2 separate regions of the Mus musculus genome follow, and region 2 is linked to region 1. The links are chromatin contacts, called in public HiChIP or PLAC-seq maps. All regions are on one chromosome and are shown on one strand. Each heading gives the region's core, a stretch centred on a gene start, on an enhancer-like site or on the middle of the called end of the contact. The rest is flanking DNA. Distances are from core to core; before and after follow the strand shown.

Evidence for each region. HiChIP or PLAC-seq counts read pairs in DNA pulled down with a chosen protein or histone mark.
Region 2: a contact with region 1 is called in an H3K4me3 HiChIP or PLAC-seq map of embryonic forebrain, with 5 times the contacts expected there. The contact joins the promoter of Pgls here to the promoter of Lzts1 in region 1. A contact is called at or near these places in 1 of 39 promoter capture datasets (liver) and 1 of 115 datasets of contacts at active chromatin or transcription factors (embryonic forebrain).

Annotation. Positions count from the first base shown.
Region 1 is chr8:69,181,240-69,185,992 of GRCm38.p6, forward strand. It overlaps Lzts1 (leucine zipper, putative tumor suppressor 1), which reads right to left and starts at 2,959. Exons shown (of 4, transcript NM_001370971.1): 1 at 2,735-2,959.
Region 2 is chr8:71,589,088-71,593,838 of GRCm38.p6, forward strand. Pgls (6-phosphogluconolactonase) reads left to right here and starts at 3,097. Exons shown (of 5, transcript NM_025396.3): 1 at 3,097-3,417. The coding sequence starts at 3,130.

The DNA of each region.
Region 1 (4,753 bases), core at 1,709-4,208:
TTTTTTTTTTTTTTTGCTAAATCCCTTACCATTCATTGTTCTGCAACTGCTTGCCTGAAGCTCTGAAGGCACAAACTCCAGACCCCAGGACTGAATTGGGTCTAGCACCTTCTCCTCCCATATTTGCTCTTGTGAGTTGACAAACACACAGAAAGAGTAGGTAGACACTATACTTTGAGCTGAGAACTCACTGTGGTTTTCCTCCCCAGAAACTCTGGAGTTCTTGGGGAAGCAATGAGTCACTGTGGTGGCAGCACCAAATGGTAGAAATATCTCAGAAGAAGAAATGGGATCTGGACCTAAGGGCAAGATGGTTGGGGGACTAACCTACAGAGGCAGATGCCTGTGGTTAAAACAATGCTGTGAGATTGGACGGCACTCTGTGGATAGTATTAAACTTTGTTACAATACTATTCATAAATGAACTGGACTGAAGTTGCTAAAAATAGATTATTTGCCATGACCTTATTTGGTATATTTCTTATTGTTGGGTTGTTTGTTATTGTTTTCTGCATTTGAGATTGTCTCAGGTAGCACAGGCTGATCCTGAACTTCCTATGTGGTCAAGACTGGCTTTGAATTTCTGATCCTCCTATCTCCACCACTTGGGCAAGGTTTGGTTATAATACTGTGCCACCATATGAAGGTTTATGTAGTGTTAGGGTCTCAAACACAGAACCCCTGAATTTCAAGGAAGCACTCGTTCAAGGAAACTAACCCCAGACTATGATATTCATTCCTGCTTCATTGTGGGTCCCAAAGCCTTGCGTTTTGTAGCATCCAATGAAAAGCTGTGGGGTGACTGTTAAACACGCCCAAAGGCATAAGAATACATTTTCAGGAACAGAGATCTACTTCTTCACCCATACATGCAGACATCTCGCTTCTTAACCCTGCATGGCAACTGAGCACTCTTCACACTCTCAGAGAACTGGCACACCCAGAGCACTCCCCAACAGCATACTTCTCCTACCTCAGCTCCTGCAACCATCAGAGGTAGATAGCCACACAAGGAAATCTCCTTCAGTCTCAAGAGTGCACAGACTGAATGGCTAAAGCAGGTTTGCCTTGCAGAGGGCGCCAAGACATAGGCTAGAAATAGGAAAGACAATCATCCTGAGCAAAAGCAAATGTCTGGTCCTTCCATGAACCCTCCAGGAAGGATGCTCTCATTCCCCCCCCCCCGCCATCTCCCCCTCCCCCCACACACAGACAGTTCTTCTCAACTCTAGCAGATGAGTGCTCTATACTCCCATCTCCACAGCTAAGACATGAAGTTTTGGATTTCATTAATGATGGACTTGGCTCTCATTGGTTATGGGATCTCAGGGAACACCCTTGCATTTTGGTGCCTCTGTTTCTTCACTGGCAGACACAGAGTAAATCACATCTCATACTAATGTGGTAGTTACGGTGTGAGGATAAAGGAGACAACAAATGAGATAACATCTATGATGCACTGAAAATGGTCAGAAGAAAGAGCTAGGTAAATACAAGGTGTGGGCCATTGCCTGATTAGGGTGCATTCTCTGCCCACAGACTCCTGCCCACATTCTGCTCTGTGCCAACCTTGAAGACTCTTACCCCTGTAAACTCTAACTTGGATATTCATGTGCATACACCTTTCAAACACCTCCATTTTCCTTCTGTCTGCCTGCAGAAAATTGTTTCTGAACTTGAAGGAAGCTCAGGTTACAAATCCTCAAAATCCCTTACCAGCAGCCCCCCCCCCCCCCCCGTCAGGATCTGGGTTCTGGGAGAAGTGCATGCGGGCAGCTCATCTCTCTGTGATGGGCTGAGACTAGATTGTGTTTCCAGGGAGGAGAGACCCTCTGGTGGAGAAGTCTCGATGACAGCTACCCAGAACCCAGAGCCTGCTCCTCAGCAATCCAAGGAGCATGCAGAAAACCTGAGGGCAGAAGGCATGGTTCTTGGATCCCTAAACATCTCTAGTGCTTGGGAAATTGAGGACTGACAACCCGTGGGTGAGCAGAATGCTCACATGTGCCACAGTTTAATCCCTTCCACTTGGAGCAGGGAAGGGAAACATCACCTGGTCCGTGGTGTTTGGGTTTCTATTGCTGAGTGAAGCCAGGGCAGATGAGAAGCAAAAACAGAGGGGATCTGATTCCCTGTGGTGAATGAGAAAAAGGAGTGAACTGAGGTGTGTCAGTGTGTGTCTATGTGTCTGTCTACCTGTGTATTCGTCCAAGCTCATTCCTATTCCTTCCAGACACATGTACCTCCAAAGTTCCAGCCAGCAAGGTAAAGTTCACTAGCCAGTCGCCAGCAGCTGGATCCTCTGTCTGGGGCCCCAGTCTCTGTGGCCTCACTTCCTCACCTCTCATTTCTTCATCTCTACATTCATGTCACCTAATGCACGTCTCCAAGATGAAATTCAGGTTTACGAGAATCCCCGGTCTGACAGACAAAGACATAAGGATTGACTGATGCACACCATTTCCTTCCGGCTGGGGTCAGATTAGAAATACAATCAGTGACAGGGAAGAAGACTCCCCCACACCTACCACTGCCCTTCACCCCGATAGTTACATGTAGAAACAAAGACACCTAGACAGACGCGGACACAGACAGACAAAGACCGACAGACGAGCGGACTCACTCCCGGGAGTGGTATGCTGTAGAAAGCGAAGTCTTCCCTGTGTCTGGGCCGTCCGCAGAGCTGTAGACCCTGCACGAAGGAGGAACAGGACCCTGGGTACCCGTACCTTACCTGTCTGTCCTCCTCCGCCTTGGGGATAGCTGCAAATGGCTGCAGATTTTGATTTTTCGGTGTATTTTGTGCAGTGCCCCTTTCTCTTTTTCTGGAGGGCTCCTAGAGCCGGCGGATCCCGCGTCGCTCAAGTCACACTCCCAGGAGCAGCAGAAAGACAGAGAAACTTTCGGACTGTGAGCTTGTCGGAGCCTCCCAGAGCCCGCCAGCTCGTCCGGGCGCTCTGGCCCTTGCGCTGGGTCCCTGGCCGCCGGCGGGGCGGGGTGGGGCGGGGCACGAGTGGGGCGGGGCCAGAGTCAACGACATTCATTGGCCCGCACTGCCTGCACCCTGTCCTGCTCTCTCCCCGGCCTTTGTTCCAGACTGACAGCTGGGGTTGCTCCGACCTCCTGGCTCCTCTGTGCCCAAAGCCCGCGCCGGTCAGGCTCGCAGTTTCTTAGCTCTCGTTTCATCACACTCGGGGGTTCCTGTCTGTTCAGCCTTTCTCTATCTTTCCTCATCTTCCACTGTCTCCTCGTTCTTGCTTTCTCTGTCTGCATTCTATTCGCCTTTGCATTTTCTTTACCCATTTTCTGCATTCCCTTCTTCTTTGCTACCTCTGCCTCTTACCGGTGATTTCTCCAGCCCAACTCCCAGCCACAACCCCAGCAAAAGGTTGAGTTTCTTGGTTTAAGGACCAAACTAACGGTCTAGAGGGGTTATGAGGGTATTGCTTCACCTTGCTGCGATTATAGACCAGAGAGCCCAGAGCCTCCTGACTTCAGTCCTCAAAAAGATCCAATTAAATTTTGACACTTCAGAAGCCTGAGTGATGCTAGCCAGTAATCCCAGGGACTTGAGAGAGGCTGAAACAGGAGAATTAAAAATTCAAGTCCTGCCTGGAGCACCGAAGTGTAACCTTGTTTCAAAATATAAAGTAGAAATATATAGGCAGGGCGGGCTGGATAATTAGCTCAGAGATAAAGGTTGTGGCCTTAATTTCGATCCCCAGCAGTAAAAGCATCAGCCATCCACCCACTTTTCACCACCTATCTGAGGGTACACTGAGGGTAAGATAGTGAAAAGCAGGCCAGTCTGAAGGCAGAGGCGCTGTCCAGAAATTGCCAGCTTTGCCCTGAAAGGGGCAGGTTAAGGGAAGGAGAGTAGGGATCACTAATAGCATGACTGAATCAGAGTCTTTCTGACACTCTCCTGCCCCAAACCTCTGCTGCTCCCTCCTGCTTTTGACCCTAGATTAATTTAAAGCTTTATTTAATTATGTAATTCTAGCTTCCTGAACACTAAAGAGGGAAAATAAATAGCCAGCCAGCCTGTAATCCCAGCACCTGGGAGACCTGGGAGACTGAGACAGGAGAGTTTATGCCAGACGTCTCTCTATCTATACGTTCCCCAGTTCCAGTTCCGAGTTCCATCCTTACTCCCACCTCTAACCACCACAGGCAGAATGATGCCTCTTTTGATGGAAGCCTTTTCTTCTTTCTGTGCCCCACTCATTGACTTGGTATAAGCATGTCTTCTCAGAGGTGTCTCAGGAATTTTGGTGAATAGGGAGGATACAGAACAATTGTTCTGGCTCTTGAAGGTAACAGTGGACTCCAAAGAGAGACTAAGGACGGTGGATTACAGATCTTTGTCAACTCAACTTTGTCCTTGGTCAAACTCAATTTTGTCACGATTGTGATATTCCAGAGAACTGGACAAAGGAGCCTATAGCTTTCTGGTTCTGGCCCTACCTTTGCTATTACAAAGTCATATCCTAGGCTAGACCTCAGTTTCCTGTTCTGCAAAGTGGGTATTACATATGGCACTTTTTTCCTTTTTTGAGACATATTCTCAGTAAGTAGTCAAGGCTGGCCTTGAGCTCACGACTTTTCTTTGGAGAGCTAGGATTACAATTGTGACTCATCATGACTAAGACACTTTTACTGTAGCACTGACATCTCTTTCAAATACACCGTGGGTAGAGAGCTGGGCATGCATACTAACCTATTGTGGCCCAGTTAGGTAGAAAGTGGGCAG
Region 2 (4,751 bases), core at 1,847-4,346, 2.4 Mb after region 1:
TGTAGCTTTGGGTGTCCTGAACTTACTCTGTAGGCCAGGCAGGCCTCGAGCTCTGATCTGCCTGCTTCTGCCTTCTGAATGTTCTGAGTGTTGGGGGGGATTAAAGGTGTATGGCACCACTGCCTGGAAAATGCCAGAAAATTTGAAAGCCTCAATTTTAAATTTGAAAAACAATGAGCCCATTGCCCTTCCCACCTCAGAGTTCTATCCATTCTTAACTCTCGTGAAGGGGATAGCATTGTGAACCAGTCTACACATTATTCACACTGAGAGGTTCCGGGGTTCACTGTCTCTTCACTCCTCCCTCCCCTCTTTCCTTTTGCATCTTTTAAGATGAATGAAGCCTTGGGACTCATGCACACAAGGTGGTGTTCAATGGTTAAGTCACACCCACAGCCCCTCATTCTACAAAAGGGTGCCACTCCTGAGTAGGGCAAGGAGCTAGCCAGAGGCAACAACCACCAGACAGGAACCACGGTGCCCGATGGAGCTAGTCTGAGATGACCATCAGTCTGGTGCTGCACATGCCTGGGGATTGCAACGCATGCCAGAAGTGACCCCTGCCCAGGACCATAATGCACATACGGGCTGCAGCACTTCTGAGATGTCCCTAGACACTCAGGTACTCCAGGTACCACTAAGAGAAGCAAGTAAGTGGTGGAGAAATGGAAGAAAAAGAGAAGCAGAAAGATGTGAGGCCAGGCATAGTGGCGCACGCCTTTAATCCCAGCACTCGGGAGGCAGAGGTAGTGGATTTCTGAGTTCAAAGCCGGTCTACAGAGTGAGTTCCAGGACAGCCAGGGCTACACAGAGCAACCCTGTCTCGAAGAAAGAGAACGAGAGAGAGAGAGAGAGAGAGAGAGAGAGAGAGAGAGAGAGAGAGAGAGAGAGAGAGAGAGAGAGAGAGAGAGAGAGGAAGAGGAGAGAGAGAGAGGAAGAGGAGAGAGAGAGAGAGACAAGCCAGTGATGTCTAGGACCATAGTGGGGCCCTGGCTTGTGCTGCCATTGAGGGCCATGTCTGGGTTTACAGCCCAGGTGCAGCCTGCCACCAAAGGCTAGGTGGACATCTCTGGTCTGGTCAGCTGCTGGAAGTCATGTTGATGCCTGAGGGCTGTGCAGAACTGGCCTTACTCCTCACTTGAGTGTCATGGGAGAGTTGGCACCTCCCATAGCCAGAGAGATGCCCTCTTTCCTCTCTTGTTCCTCACCACCTGTGGCAAGTCAGAGAGTTGGCCCTAGGTCATGAGAGTGGGAGAACTGGCCATGTCCCTCACCAGCTGAAGCATTCAGGAGAGTAGGCCCTATACCTACATTGGGCAGCATAGTACACCCTGGTTGCAGGGTTTGCTGGTGAGCTGTCCCCAAGGGTGTGAGAACCCCAGTGGGCTGACCAGCTCAGATACCTCTCAGGCCAAGACCCAGGGCTTTGAATTGACCCACCCCAACATCTACCCCACTGATGAACTACTGGGGTACATGAAGGGACCAGTCCTACATATCCAAAAGTACAATGACCTCTATGACACAGGGCAACAACAGGATATCCAAGACAGTCCCATTGACGGTTCAGTATTGATAGTGTAGCAGTAGCCAGAGACCTTGTAGCAGACCAAGTCATTGCAATGAACATTTGCAAGCAAAGAAGTGTGAACATCAGGTTATACTGTGGGACACACTGACACACTACAGCTTCCATGAGCATTTTCTCTACTGGGAGGGTGACAAGGGTGTGGGAAGTTATGAGCTGAAGGGGGGCGGTGAGAGAGGTTAGGGGGCATGATGTTAAATTCACAAACGATAAAAGGTTTTAAAATGTGTTCAAAGGCACATGCCTTTAATCCCAGCACTTGGGAAGGAGAGGCAGGCAGGTCTCTGTGAGTTGGAGGACAGCCTGGTCCACAGAGTTCCAGGACAGTCAGGGCAGCAGCAGCAGCAGCAGCATGTCTTGAATAACAACAAAGTTCTTGCAGTGTTTCACACTGTATAACTTGCCACTTGCAGCCTCACATGGGCACTCAGAAAGGCTGTAGGTTTAGGATTGGGGTCCAGCCAATGGTCTAGCCTGGGCTTAGCATGCAGAAGGCCCTGGGTTCAGTACCGACACAGTGACTGACTGCTTGGATTTTGGAGCTCTCTCGAGTTCAGGAGGGTGCAGTGGCTCAGGGGTTAAGATCACCGGTTCGGCTTTTTACCCTCCTTCCACACAGAGGACCACAACCATCTAACAGTTCCAGGGCATCCCATGCCCTCTCCTGGCCTCTGCATGCACTTGGTTCAAAGATATACATGCGGGAGAAAATTAAGAGAGAGGAACCAGAGGGGGTTTAATTGGGTCTTTGTGGTGGAAACAGCTGTCACCTTCTGACTGATCTACTTGGGTCAAGGCTCTTAACAGTCCTAAAGGTTCTGTATTTTCCTAAAATAGCACGGGCGACTGGGAGCCACCGGCTCAAGCACAAGAACCGGGGCAGTTTCACATTCAAATGCAGATGTTCAACTGTCGTGTGGCGGTTGTCTTGAGGAATCCTCTTTCTGCCGCAGACAGCTGTGAGCAGAAGACCTTACAAACTGCCGCATCCGCTGGAGTAACAGAGAAGGGGCGACTGGCCGAGATAGGCGAATGTGGGGAGAGCCGTGCAGGCATGGGGACGTCACAGCCTCTAACTCCCGGCTAGCCTCCTGTCCTTGCCACCTGAGAGCTTACTGACCTTATCACGCTGCAGCTGGCGCACTCTGTGCTTCCGACCGCACCCTGAAAAACGCTCAAGAGTGCTGTGGCACTCCGGTCACCCCAGCACTCCAATCAAGAACGATCAGGAGCGTGAGGCCAGTCGGAGCTACTAGACTCCAGCTTAAAAACTAAATAAAATGCGAGAAACCGGGCCAGCAAGGCGTGTCTCGCCCAGGGAAGCGCCGGGGACTGCCCGCCCACTACCCACCTCAAAGCCCTGCGGAGCACTGCGGTTTCGGGAACCACCCGCTAGCCCGGCCCCGGCGACGCTTCTTTTGTGCAACTGCACATGCGCCACGACCTTGGCTCAAAGTGCTCGGACCCATGGCAGCGCGGCCGTCGCGCAGGCGCACTGGCGTACTGGCCTCTGCCGGGAGCGCCGCCGCCTCCCCACCGCCATGGCAGCACCCGCGCCCAGTCTCATCTCGGTCTTCTCCAGCCCGCAAGAGCTGGGCGCGTCGCTGGCGCAGCTGGTGGCGCAGCGGGCCGCGAGCTGCCTGGAAGGGGACCGTGGCCGCTTCGCGCTTGGTCTGTCAGGCGGCAGCCTGGTCTCCATGCTAGCCCGAGACCTGCCCGCCGCCGCCGCTCCCGCTGGACCAGCCAGCTTTGCGCGCTGGACGCTCGGCTTCTGCGACGAGCGCCTCGTGCCCTTCGACCACGCCGAGAGCACGTACGGCCTCTACCGGGTGAGCGCTGCGGGGGCGCGCACCGTACGGGCTACGGGGGCCGCCGTGGGCCACGCCGAGCTGGCTCAGCCTACCGTGGAAACTCAAGATACAAGGGCCGCCGTGGGCCACGCGGAGTCGGCTCAGTCCGCCGAGGAAGCGCGGGCCACGCCGAACTGGCTCAGCCTGCCTAGGAAACGCAAGGATCTGCTTCAACGCCTACCCGCGGGCTCCGGGCCCCACGGGGTCTTGCTGGATGCGCAGTGATGTCCATCCAAGTGCAGCCTGACGGGCCTCCGTCCCCCGTATCTTCCTAAGGGCCGTACCTTGGCTGTGGGGCCTCGTGGGTCATGGCTGTTTGTGCACTCAGCCTGCCTCTAGTGTCCAGGGTGTGTTGGGTCTCAGTTTTCTTTAACAAGAGCCGTTGGCCATCGCCTCCCAGCAGCCTGGGGTATGATGGCCACAAGGCGCCCTATAGGTTACAGAGGTCCCTGCGTCACACACAGGGAAACTGAGGCATGGAGGATTGAGCTCTGAGCACACTTGGATGACTGCCACCACCTCCTAGGGGAAGCTGGTCCAGTGTCATGGGTCTGAAGCAGGGGAGGAAGGGCCATTACACTTACTTACAGGTGGGGAAACAGAAGATTCATGTCGCCTTGACCCTCATCTAGGGACCTGAAACTGCACCACTTTGAACACGATGCCTGCCCAAGAACTTCACTGAACTGGCTGTGTGTACTAGCACAAGGCTCAGTTGGTAGGGTACTTGTAGCTCAGTTGATATTGTGCTTGCCTAGAATGCTTAAGGTCCAGGCTTCATTTCCAGTGTCATATAAACCAGGAATGATGGTGCACCCCTGTCTTCCCAGCAATGAGGAAGTAGAGGCTGGAGGATCGGGAGTTCAAGGTCATTCCCAGCTACCCAGTTCGAGGCTAGCCTGTGCAACGTGAGACTTATTTTGATGCAGCCCACTCAAGAAAAATAAAGCTAAGACCCCTAAGTAGGCCCCTCTGAGGTGACCTGGTTAACAGCTGGGTCTTTGAAGGAAGCAGGATTTCATCACCAGGAATCTGTTGACACTTTGAGCAGTAGGTGTCTTGCCCAATGGGCTGAGACAGGAGCCATGTAGAGTGGACTCAGCGGCCAGTTCTCCTTTGCCTTCCTGGCTCACCTTCCTATGGCCTTCAGTCTGGAGCCCTGTGCTCCTCTGTTCTCCAGGGTCCCCAGCGCCCTGAGCATTGTTGGTTAACAGAGTCCCCAGCACCCCCATCTCTAGGGCACAGCATCCTGGCATTCTGACATTTGCCCCCAGCCTCTCCCTGGCATTGCTCCACTGAGCTGGACTTACTCC